Linked DNA regions of Anser cygnoides: region 2 is linked to region 1. A link is a contact called in public Hi-C data. All regions are on one chromosome and are shown on one strand. Each heading gives the region's core, a stretch centred on a gene start, on an enhancer-like site or on the middle of the called end of the contact. The rest is flanking DNA. Distances are from core to core; before and after follow the strand shown. Region 1 holds the start of MGAT5 (alpha-1,6-mannosylglycoprotein 6-beta-N-acetylglucosaminyltransferase). Region 2 overlaps MGAT5 (alpha-1,6-mannosylglycoprotein 6-beta-N-acetylglucosaminyltransferase).

Region 1 (5,723 bases), core at 2,548-5,047:
CAACAAAAGACTTTGACACAAAGAAATGCAACACACTGCATGATACAAGACCAGCAATTGATAAAAGTGAAATCAGTTTTTTTTTTTTCTTAACAGTATAAATCTCCTTCCTTCTTTTGTAAGGAAAAAAATAACAATAGTCACTAAAACAATCTGCCTGCTACTTGTAGCCTATGTAAACCCTTTTGTCTAAAGGATGAGGTCAAAAGAAGTGGTTGATAACTTTCAAATACTACAGCCTTCTATCAGGAAAGAAAAAGCAGTAAGACAAACACCAGTGAGCTGGACTAATAATCAAGGTTAAACAGTTTGGAATGCCTGTGGGATGTATGAAGAAATATGCTTAGCTAATAGGAATAACAGGACCTTGTGAGACTCAAAGAAGGGCAAGGATCACAGGATTCTTAGCTCATACAAACCATAAATAATAAATCAAATGAATCACATCATTGACTTAAGCTTTCCTCGTGAAAAGGACTTTGCTACTTGAAGCATTCAAAAAGGGAATCCTTGTCCCGCAAACTAATCTTGTCTTCTCCATTCTTTCCTTTGGGTCTCCCTAGTACACAAGCTGCCACAGACACACAAAAGTGCCACATTTTTAGCAGAAGTTCCTGGCAGAAGCAACATCCTGGCTTGAGTGCATGCATCGTGGGCTTGAAGGAACCACCTGATTTAAACCAACAAGACTTCTTTTTGTTGCAAGGCGAGAACAAAACCCTGCCAATTTGTCTCAAGACAGCTCAACTATCATCCCAGCTTGACCAGAAGAGTGAGGCTATCCACCTTGATGAAAGCTTGCATGGTCACAAAAAGCAGCTGCCACACATTCAAGAGGTTGTGCTAGCACTTGTGTCACTAGTTCTAATCACAGCTGTTCCTCCTCAAACATTGTCCAACTAGAGCTCCTATGTCAATAACCAAAACCCTTCACAGAACTAATAAAAGTTCCTAGAAAACCTTACTCACCTTCCTTCTGTGGCTCTGGATCACAGTAACTGTTACCAATGCACATGAAAAAAAAAAAAAGAAACTGACAAAAGAAGATGGAGTCACAAGTGAGGGAAACCAAGCCACCACCAGAACGCGATCCGAACAAAAACTTAGTTCTCACAGAAGTTACATGCCATCGTACTCATCCAGGCTGTTCAAGAAATTCAAGTGAGACACAGTGAAGCCTTCACAGATTCAATAATGTATACCAGTAAGAGGAGGCTAAAACAAGAAAATCAGAGGGGTTTGAGTATGTGTGTGCATACACACACAGGCAAATACAAAAGTCTACTTTTCCTTCTGAAGCATTGCAGGCAAAAAGGTTTTCTTTTTGTTTAAGTGCCTATGGTATATGAAATGCAGAGACATGTAAATACTAACTCTGCAAAAGCAGAGATTAAAGGATGGCATTATACCACTCCAACCACTTAAGAAATTTCTTAAATTGAAGACACAGTAATAGCAAAACTGCTTGGTTCGTGGAAGAGTTTCCCCTCATCAGATTCGCAGCTAATTAGCACTGTGCAGCATGCTCATCTCCTTCAGCAGCTACTCCTGCGTTTCATTACCAAGTGACTGCAGGAGCACTGCTCTGGTTCCAAACGCGGCTAAGCAAGCGAGTTCAGCAGGCACTTTTGGAATAACATGACGTAAATGAAAATACTACCAGAACCTGGCTTTTTTGATATTTATCATATAAGATTTCTTTCCTCCATCTGTTCAATAGACTACGTCAATGTCAGCAAGTAACCATAAAGTAACGTTTGCTGCTCTATCTCCCTTATCAGTCCCTTCTCATATCAATAAAACCAAATTCTCTCATGAAACACTAAGACAATCTTCTTTAGAATTCAACCTGCTCAAAATATGAACGCCATGTTCACAAAAGCCTTCAAAACACATACCACACAGCTAATAATCAAGTTACTACATCAGTGTAGGGCACTTAACGTCAACCACCTCTGAATTTTAATAAAATTTGAGAGCCAAGATGGGGAGGAAAATTGCACAATAAGCAAGTTTTATTAAAACAGTGAAGCGAACTTGTTAGATGACAGCAGAATATAATGCCAGAACCATAACCTTGTAAAAATAAAAAAATAAATTCAGACTGAAATGAATGGTGCTACTAAAATTCTTCATATACTTCAAGTATAGAAGTTGATGGTATAACTTTTTGTTTGTTTTTTGTTTAAATCAAGGGAAGGGATATTGGTTGGAAGGAGATGACAAACTGGAGAGCAATTGTTGTTAATCTAAATCATTTCAGGAATCCAGAGCACCTCATTATTTTGCCAGATTCTACATCACGAAGCAGATTAAGGATTTTAGATGATCTGCACTCAGTGTTGCTGGCCGCTTCCTAAGTTTTAGGCAGTTTAGTTCCTGGAGCTTAAGCAGCCTGATCTTCTTACACTCAGTATTCAGCCACTCGGTCTTTTAGCATCTTTTCATTCTAGGCTGTACAAGCTGGCTTCTTCTTAGACAGCAAGATGGATTTACCACCCAGAAAAGGGACGCATATATTGTTTAATCCTTATTTGCTCATAGAAAATAAATCCATATTCTACATAGGAGAACGAGAAAACAGTCTATATGCCTTAAATTAAGGTGAGTAGATGGTCCTTTCAATACACATACTGCTCTGCTTAAGACTAAACTATTTTCTATATTCTCCTGTGCAGGTACAGAGCAGAAAGCAGTACTGCAAGTTGCCTTATATGCAATAAAAACACCAGAAAAAGAAATGTGATGGATTTTTTACGACTATTAGGCTTGGCACAGCCACCAGTAACTATGTGAACCGTGGGTCCCGCAGTAAGCAAAATTTCTCATGAAGAACCCAGTCATTACACGAGATGAAGAAAGGGAAAGGTAAATCACCCATTCCGACTACATTGGACCGAGTGTCCCCAGGCAAAATGGCTCCAACAACGAACAACAAGAACTAACCGGTTCCTCCTATTAAGGGAGATCGTCAGTCCTTTACGAAACGGCAAAACTATTTGGGAAGAGCCGCGAGCAGCCCATCGATCCGGGAGCGGAGGCGCAGCCTTCCTGCCCCTGCAGCCAGCTGCCCAGGGGGACGCGGGGCCGGCACGGCGGCTGCCATCCCCTCCGCCCCGCTGGGTTCGCCGCACGGGAGGCTGCTCGCAGCGGTGCGGGGCTCGCACCGAGCCCCCCTCCGTGGCCGCAGCGAGGGCGGCGAGTCACGCCGCGGGGAAAGCTACCGCACTACTTCACGGGGCCGGGCGGCAGAGCCGCTGAGGGGAACAGGAGCGGGTACCCCAACGGCACGGAGCCCAGCAGCGAGCCCTCAGCATAAAGGGCACATCACGTACCCGCCTCGCCGCGGCTCTGAGGGGCTGATGTGCCCAGCCCCTACCCAGCGCCGCCCCCAAACTTCACCGGCCGCGGGCGAGGAGCGGCGGGCGCCCTGAGGAGAAGCAGCGGGCGCCCTGAGGAGAAGAACCGGGCGTCACCCCGGGGGGCCATCTTCCCTCACTCCCCCCCACACCCCACGACCCCCGCGCCCCCCTCCACCCCCCCCCAGCTTTCCCAGCCGGGCCCCGCCGCCCCCCAAGGCCCCGGCGGGGGAGCCGTGAGGCGCCCCCCGTCCCGCCTCGCCTCGCCTCACCTCAGCGCCTCGCCCGAGCGCAGCCCCCCGCGGCGGGCGGGGCGCGGCGCCCATGGGCCCGCGGCCTGAGGGGCGGCCGGGCCGCCTGCAGGAGGGCGCAGGGAGCGTCTGCAAAGTGCCGCGCGCGGAGGGAGAGGGGGGAGGAGGACGAAGAGAGGGGGGAGGAGGAGGAGGGAGAGCGGCGCGGCCCTAAGGAGAGGGGAGGGAAACGGGGGGGGGGGGGAATGCGCGCGCGCACGCCCGCCCGCGCCTATGACAGGCTGAAGGCACGGCAAGGGAGCGTGTGCAAAGTGCGAGCCCGGCCGGGAGGCGGCGGGGAGGAGGAGGAGGAGGAGGAGGAGGAGAAAGGGCGGGAACGCGCCGCCCCCTCAGCGCCCGGCGCTCTGTCAGGGGGCGGCTGCGGGCGGCGGGGGACCCCTGGCGGGCGGCGCCGCTCCTCCAGCCGCCCTCCTGCCTCCTGCCCCGGGGGGGAAGAATCCTCACGGGTCCGCCGTTGTGGGCAGGCTGCTGGCACAGGGGGGCAAAGCGGCTGGGAGGGCGCTGGCAACCGCGCCTCGGTTGTTTTCCGCTCATCTGAGGCTTGTGGTTTCGGATGCGCACACAAAGGAGGTGATGTAACGCTCATCAGTCACTTTTGAGTTTGATGTGATCAATTGCTGAAGTAACGTACCCAGAAAATAACAACGCAAGTCCCTCGGCAGAGCCCTGTCCAAAGGCAGAAGTAGGAGTTATTAGCTAATAGCTCTCTGAAGTGATCCCGCATACAGGGTTAGGAAGTTACGGCGATTTTACAGCGTTTGTGTCTGACACGGCTACATGGAGAAACCTGGCAGAGATGAGCAAGCCAAGCACATCCATTAAGGGAAGTGAGACCTGCACGGCTGAGGGTGCTCCCTGTCCAGGGAACGCGCTCTGAGGAAAGGACGGCTCCTCGGAGCACAGCGGACAAGAGGCCAAGGGAAGACAGAGCAGAGATCCCTGCAGCATTAAAGCGTTAAGAGAACCCAACCATAAGCTGGCATTTACCTCTTTATTCCTCGTTACAGTGTGTAACAAGTAGGCCACTGCTTATGGAGATTTAGCTCTCAGGCCTGTCCTACACTCAGCAAGAAAGTCGCGGTTAAATCTTTGCCCATACGCTTGCTCATTCTTTTCCTATAGGAGAAGAGTGTGTGTGTGGGGGGGTGAAAGCACGAGGAGAGGCTGATTAGGACCATTAGGGCCAATTAATGCAATGCCCTGATGCTGGCATCTTGTCTTGCCTGTTTGCATCACTGAGTCACAAGTTCTCTCCACCTCCAGGATGCTGCCTGCTAATCCCCCACCACCTCTGGGTGCTGGGAGGAACCACGTGGGAGTGCTACACGGGAATTTAGGGTGTCTCCGAAGGGCACCTATGTGTTCAAGGATTAGCCAGGAAACATGCTTCCCAGGGGCTGTCGCACTCCGCCATATAACTCTGCACATGCTTCCTGAGCGTCACCACAGGTATATCTGCAGCACATCCTGTGAGGCCACATTTGGTGGTTGAAGAAGATAAATCTGTAAGTCTGTTGCGTGTGTGGGAACACTTAAACTTTGCATAAGGCTGGGATTGAGGGTCTTGGCTATACCTCTTGTTCATGGAGGTCTTTCAGCTTACTCTGAGGCCTGTCCCATTAATACAGAAAAAAACGATGTTCTGGTAGAGGTGTTCTATGTATCACCTACTGACGCTGTTCTCCCGCTTGATTTTGTGTCTGAAAGTCGCGGGTATAGATATGCCATAAGTAGATAACTTTAAAAGTCCCTTGTGTGATTGTAGGCTGTGTCACAGCCTCAGATTAGCAGAGGGCTCAGTCTATGTTTAAAAGTCACATATTTATGAAGTTCTGCTTGTTAACTGTGAACTCAACACAAAAGGACAGAAGTAATCCTTAAAAGACATTGAAGGGACAATTTAAGGAATGTTTACATTATGAGACCAATTCTTTTGCACTTTTCTATACTGATTTTTGGGAAATTCTGATTATGGAACAGCAGTGGTTGATAACCTAAAATGTAAATGCACAGAATTTACCAGTGCTAACTCCAGAACTGCTTCAAGTCAGCA
Region 2 (6,060 bases), core at 296-2,795, 100 kb before region 1:
TCACTGCACGGAACTGAATACTGGTCTTTCAGTTTCCAATTTTCAGGTTAAAAAAAAGTCACCCACTTGCAAAATGTTTCTCAGCTATATTGCTGAGAAATCTTGCAGGAAACTCTCCAGTGGCTGACAAAAACAGATCTGAAAGCCTAGCTCCACTAAAGCTAGATTATGTAAATTTGGGTTTTATATATGGCATAAGATATATTACCTTTCTGTCAGAAAAAAGAGTTACATACTGACTTTCACCTCAAGAGGCTTAATTTAAAGGAACTCCAGTTTCCTGAAAATAATGGATTACAGACATGAAACCATTTCATGCAATCTGCACACAGGATGTTATTATTGTCATTATCATTATCATTATTATTATTATTATTATTATTTTTTAACTACTCCCTAGTTCAAGCAGACAACCAGATGAGAACCAGCAATTAAAACCACCTGAAGCATCAATTCTCCCATGATCCTGTGTTTGCCTGTTATGTAGAGAAGGCTGGTTTGTTTGCTTCGTCTTCCACTTTTTTAATAAACTGCTGCTGTGCACTGCTGAACAGTTTTGTGTCTGACTGGTCCGTTTATTTAGGAGGAAGCTCCATGGGGAAAGAAACATGTTTTTATGTTTTGACAGCATAGAGCACACTGTCAACACTTAATCTATAATAAATAGCCTACCACCTGTTTCACATCCATTTTCAAACCTTACTTCTAAGCAGCACCACACCTTTGAAGAAATAAAGAAGGATGCTCCTCATGGCTAGGATGCTGGGTCTGTGTGTGCTGCCTGCTGGCCCCGAGTCCAAGGTTGCTGCTGCTCGCAGTCCCCAGCTCCTACTTGCAGCCCTCCAACGTCTTCTATTACTCTCCATCACATCACCTTCATAAGCTCAGCTGAGACCCCCAAACTGAATCTCCACCCTGCTCCTGAAAACTGGCCTTATTAAAGTTCCTTGGTAAGTATTGTTGTATGGGAAAAAGATCAAAACTGAGGACTATCTTAATTGCCCCAAGAAAGCCACATTCATTAGGATTCAAAAGGCAAGCATTAGAGAACTCAGATCCTTTCTATAGCTCATTGGCATGACACTCTAATTTGCTAATCCTTTGAATTATATGCAACTTGTTACTTCCCGAAAGGCTAAAACAATCCCTCAAGGTACTTCCTAAAGGTATGTAACAGAAATGCTGCAAGTCGCTAATTGAAAAAGAAGGAAAAAAAATACAGTAGAAACAACAAAGACTAAAAATGGACAACTGCTTTCAGCTACCAGCGAAATACCATCCATCCTCAGTACAGATAAGGCCGGGTGGAAGAGAAGGCTCCCTCCCCGAGAAATGGCAGATTAGGAACAGACTGCGTTTCCACTGTTTTGTGACATAAATGCCCTCTGCTGCCTCCACATAAGGATCCCTCTACATAAGGCTCCTGACCACAGCTTCCAGGGTGCTCTCTTACCAGGTGCTGCGCCTGATAACACAGCCTACAGAGGACAGGCACCTTCACCCTGCACCTGGAGGTCCGTAACGCAAAAATTCCAGTCCAGGTTGATAACGTAGCTGTGGGTACACGACATTCAGGAACAGCCCTGACCTTGCTTTATTAGCTGGAGCCAAATTACTAGGCAGAGTGGAATTCCTTTGTACTCCACTGGTAGGTTGGTTCTTGAAAGCATTTTATTCTGTGTGAGCGTTTTTCTGAACTTTAAAATGTTTTTGAAAGCCACGCTGTTATTATTAACACAGCGCTTTCAGTGGGCACATGCCACAGCAGGTGGTGTATGCTTATGCCACATAACAAGATGGTTGTCAGGAGGAGTTTATAAAAGTATATCTATGGGAGATAACAGCAGAAAAATACAGATGTAAAAAGATCATTAGCATCAGGGTGGTTTTGTCTTTTTGCCTTCTGTGTGTATGTTTTAAAACCACTTCCCTGTCTGCAAGGTCTGCTACCCAGCCGTACTGTAGGGCTGCATAAATCAAACCCAGGGTCTCACTTGCCCAAGTGAAATAAATAAAGCAGGTGTTGAAACCTTTCAGCAGGAGTACCTTGGTTTTCTTAAGAAAGGCTCCTGAGGAACCTTTTCTGCTGCCTTTCCAGTGAACTGAATCCCTGTTAGGAAATTTCAGGCTCTGGAGCTGGCCAGCAAGCACCACATCAGCCGAGGCGCCAATTGTCCGATTACAATGCTGGCATTCTCTTCATGGTGTAGTAGCTCAATGGAAACTTCCCTGACATGACATCCAACTTGACGAGCGCTTTACAACCACTCCCATGAAAAAGCAGATTTAAAAAAAAAAAAAAAATGTATTCTGTATTCTTTAGAACCAATGACTTTCAGTTGACACTAAGCAATTTATTCACGAAATTTACAGCAACAAATTGGACCATTATTAAAATGAGTACTTGAAGAAATAGTCTCTCATTTATGGGCAAAAGAATAAAATGAGGAATGGATGTTGCAACTGTATAGGCCTGAATAGCTCAATATTTAAGAGAAATATTTCATATTCCAGAGACTGAGTGCTATACTTCCATAAACAGGAGTGTTTATCTTTTCCTCTCCCCATTTTAATTTTAGTGCACTTCATTTAATTTATTCTGTTGGGCTGGCGGGTTTATCATCACTTTTGTATGCCTCCTTACTGAACTACTTTATATATTTTCTTCCGAACAACAGAAAGAGAAGGGCAACAAAGACTATTGTTAACTACCTTGATATATTTTCCTCAAGAATATAAAATGCTTTCTGAAAAAGTCGATCCTTTTGAGATTGAAACTCCTTTAGAATAGATTCACTAGTTAAACGTCTATGCAACTGTTTTTGTGAAGTGTGTGAAAGTAGAAAGTATATTACATCCTAAAAGGCAATATAAAAAAAAAGTAAAAGTTCATTTTCCTATTTAAGCTTATCCAACGTTGCAGCAGGAATTTTCCCAAACCGCCTCAACAGGGTACTGGTCCCGCTTTTATGAATCACCATTCAGAAAATGTAAAATTCATTTAATAGAAGAACCTGGATTCCCTCAAAAATTCACAGTGACTGGAAGCAGAAAGTTGCATCTGAAACTTTCTCTAAAGGAGGAGCGTTCTTCAATTCAGTACTGGTTCTTCCAAGCCAGCCTGGTCCAACTCCTCCAGCTGCCCACTTGGCTGGAAGTCAGCTAAGTTGGCAGGAAGGCTGCCAGCTTGCCTACCCTATTTTCCTCTGACATGATGAATGGCTCTCCACCTTCTCATCAGGAACTGTTGGCATCTCCACTTTTTGTCACGCACTGCACAGCTGAGCTAGCCATGATGAATCTCAAACAGCCCCCTCCTGCTTGAAAAGCATACTTATTCTGAAATACATTGCTTTGTAATGTACTCTAGAAGAAAACCACAGCTGCATGTTTTTGAGAATAACTGTGTCCTGTACCAACTACTTTAGGGACCAAATTTGGGGATTGCAAAGCTCCGATCAAGAATCATGACTGTTACCTATTGGTATTTTGCTGTCTAAGGGCAAAACGAGGCAGTGGAAAGTAAGTTGACAGGTGCAAGTTCCTTTAGCTGGGTGACTTGTTTAAAAGAACAGTAAGTTTTCAAAGAATTTTCCTCAATGTTAGGAGAAAAAAAAATCCAACAACACAACAATTGTATAGAAAATCATTAAAATGCCTGTAGGGCTCTGAAAACACTACAGCTTGGATCCACACTTCTCACAGAAATAATAGTTTGTGAAGAATAAGGAACTTGCTGAGCACAGGAGTGCTTCACTGTCACAAGCTAGTATCTTCCATTCAGTCTTGCAATCACTAGTCAAAGCATGGAGTAAAGCTAGTCTCATCACTTCCTGTCATAAAACCCTGTGTAAACTGCATAGCATGCATTAACTTCGATTTGTCCTAAATTGTCATTATGTTGCATCCTAGTGTACTCAAATATAACTAGTATTATGAACTGTTCTTTGTAAATTTGGACTTCAGCAACTAAATAAGAAGCTCATTAGCTTATTTTACTATTTTGGTGAACAGAGTGCAGTTTTTTCCAGAAAGAAGTCATTGTTTGTACTTGGGGTTATTACTATGTCAATATTCTACCCACGTTAGTACTATGATTAACACAGTGATTTCAGACTCCATGAAGGTGAAAGCTGTGTAATCTCAGTATTATCTATGATGAAAGTAAATGTTGACTTTTTAATCTGCAACATTATGTGTATCTGTATGCATCAAGTACATACACCCAGTGGTTGCCTTTAAAAAGTCATAATTTGCCAACAGCTGTCACGCAGAGATGTCAAATTACCATCATTTTCCCAAATATTTCAAAAAGGAGATCTCTACAGTTGTGTGGGAAGACTGGAGAAGTACTTGCTTTTTCTTTTCTTATTTAATAGATTCTTTCAGTAAAAGTGCACAGCAAGAAACCATCAGCAATGGAGAGTAAGTTCCATATATTTTTGCTAATTTTAAACACGACCCATTTATTTCAGCAACTGAAAGTTAAACGTTCTACTTAAAGGTAGTCTACTAAAGCATTTTAATGTTGTAAAGTGTTCCACAAAGATTATGGGAATGGCACTGAAAATCCAACAAAGCGTTCTGATTTCCTGGACAAAAAATTATTTATTTAAATTTATACACTGTCCTTTATCTTGAGCTCCCTTGACTACAGGGCCACAGGCAAAGCATACCACAAAAAGCACACACTTTTTTTTCTCTCTTTCTGTCTCTGCACAACTAGAACAGAGGAAGACAGAGGAAGGAACTGAATCAAGCATGAAGTGCTTGCCTTTTTTCTTTTCTGCCCTAGAGAGTAGGATTAGTCTAGGTTAAAGTCATTGGTAGGGCAGAGCAACCATTTCTATTGCATGTCTTTTGGATAATGCTTAACTTTCACATTACAGATCTAAAACTATACTCTCAGCTGATAATCTTGAGCTGAACACCACATTTAGGAAAATGAAAAATGCGTTTATCCATGTTTTTCAAGCTGGTTGTTAAGCATCTCTCTTAGACTGTAGGTTGTGGTCCCAATTTTCTAGGAACAGCTGTCAATCCACAAAACATGGACATGATGAAAAATGTATTCTTAGCATACAGAAGACAGTTAAATCTCCTTTTTATTGGTCATTTATTTTTCCAGTACTTTAAAATTAGGAGCGCAATCGTAGGAGGTGAGATGCATGTATTTCAGATACTGTCTATCTTTAGCTATTTTTGCCATTTCTCCTTCTTTACAAACTTACCTTGGTTTCTCTCAGCAGAAACTGCAAATCCCGCCCACTGAGTATACCATGGTTTTTTACGTAGCCAGGAATATACATTGTGCTTGTCCCATGAACAGTTCCATGGACTTCCATATAGGTGTGAATGACGTCCAGATAAGCCTTCTTATCCTGCAACAGCAACAATAAAATATTTTACACATTTCAAGCATAAGTCTTCAGTCAGAGCTGGTTTTGTCTCTTGGACCACAGAAGCTAGAAAGGGAAGAAGCTTCTTATTCTTATATTGTTTTTACATGATTCCTTACATGATGGTTCTTATATTTTTTTACATGGGTCCTACAATATCTGATATTTCATACATCATTAATTTTCTTTGTTACTAGTTTGGAAGAAAACTGCAGCTTTTTTGTTTCATAGTATATGTATAAATAAATATCAAGCTCCTATTAATTTCCAACTGGACCAAAAATAGGTCACCACATAGCTGCATTCTTAGCGCTGTCTAAACAATACTTGTCCTAAAAGGAGGAATAAAAGAGAAATATCAAATTGTCATTCTGCTTTAGTCACAGATGCAACAAAATTCATTATTGTTCATCATCTTTGTGAAGAAAAGGGTGAATTTCACCTGGTAAGCTGCACTCTTGCCAAGTGAAAACACATTCTTATCTAAGTACGTGGGATCTGAATCACAAGATACCTCCAAATATCCCAATTACCTAAAGTTTTAAAAGCATTTTGGAAAAGACCCAGAGTAACTGTTCTATATTGTTGCAATAATCAAAACAAAAAACCCACAAGAAAACAGTACACCACCCTAGTTTGCAAACAAGAATTACTTTAATTT

Evidence for each region. A called contact is a pair of places that touch in the nucleus more often than the background predicts.
Region 2: a Hi-C map of liver shows a contact between it and region 1, with 2.3 times the contacts expected there. The contact joins the enhancer-like site here to the promoter of MGAT5 in region 1. A contact is called at or near these places in 5 of 7 Hi-C or Micro-C datasets (fetal liver, granulosa cells and liver).

The regions. Positions count from the first base shown.
Region 1 is chr6:34,867,588-34,873,310 of Taihu_goose_T2T_genome, reverse strand. MGAT5 (alpha-1,6-mannosylglycoprotein 6-beta-N-acetylglucosaminyltransferase) reads right to left here and starts at 3,797. Exons shown (of 17, transcript XM_066999225.1): 1 at 3,632-3,797.
Region 2 is chr6:34,965,711-34,971,770 of Taihu_goose_T2T_genome, reverse strand. MGAT5 (alpha-1,6-mannosylglycoprotein 6-beta-N-acetylglucosaminyltransferase) reads right to left here. Exons shown (of 17, transcript XM_066999225.1): 12 at 5,232-5,381. Among named protein-coding and RNA genes, the nearest start is that of MGAT5, 99 kb to the right of the region's middle. Within about 2 kb of position 1,545, at least 1 of the 3 cell types and tissues checked has open chromatin away from gene starts, as enhancers often do.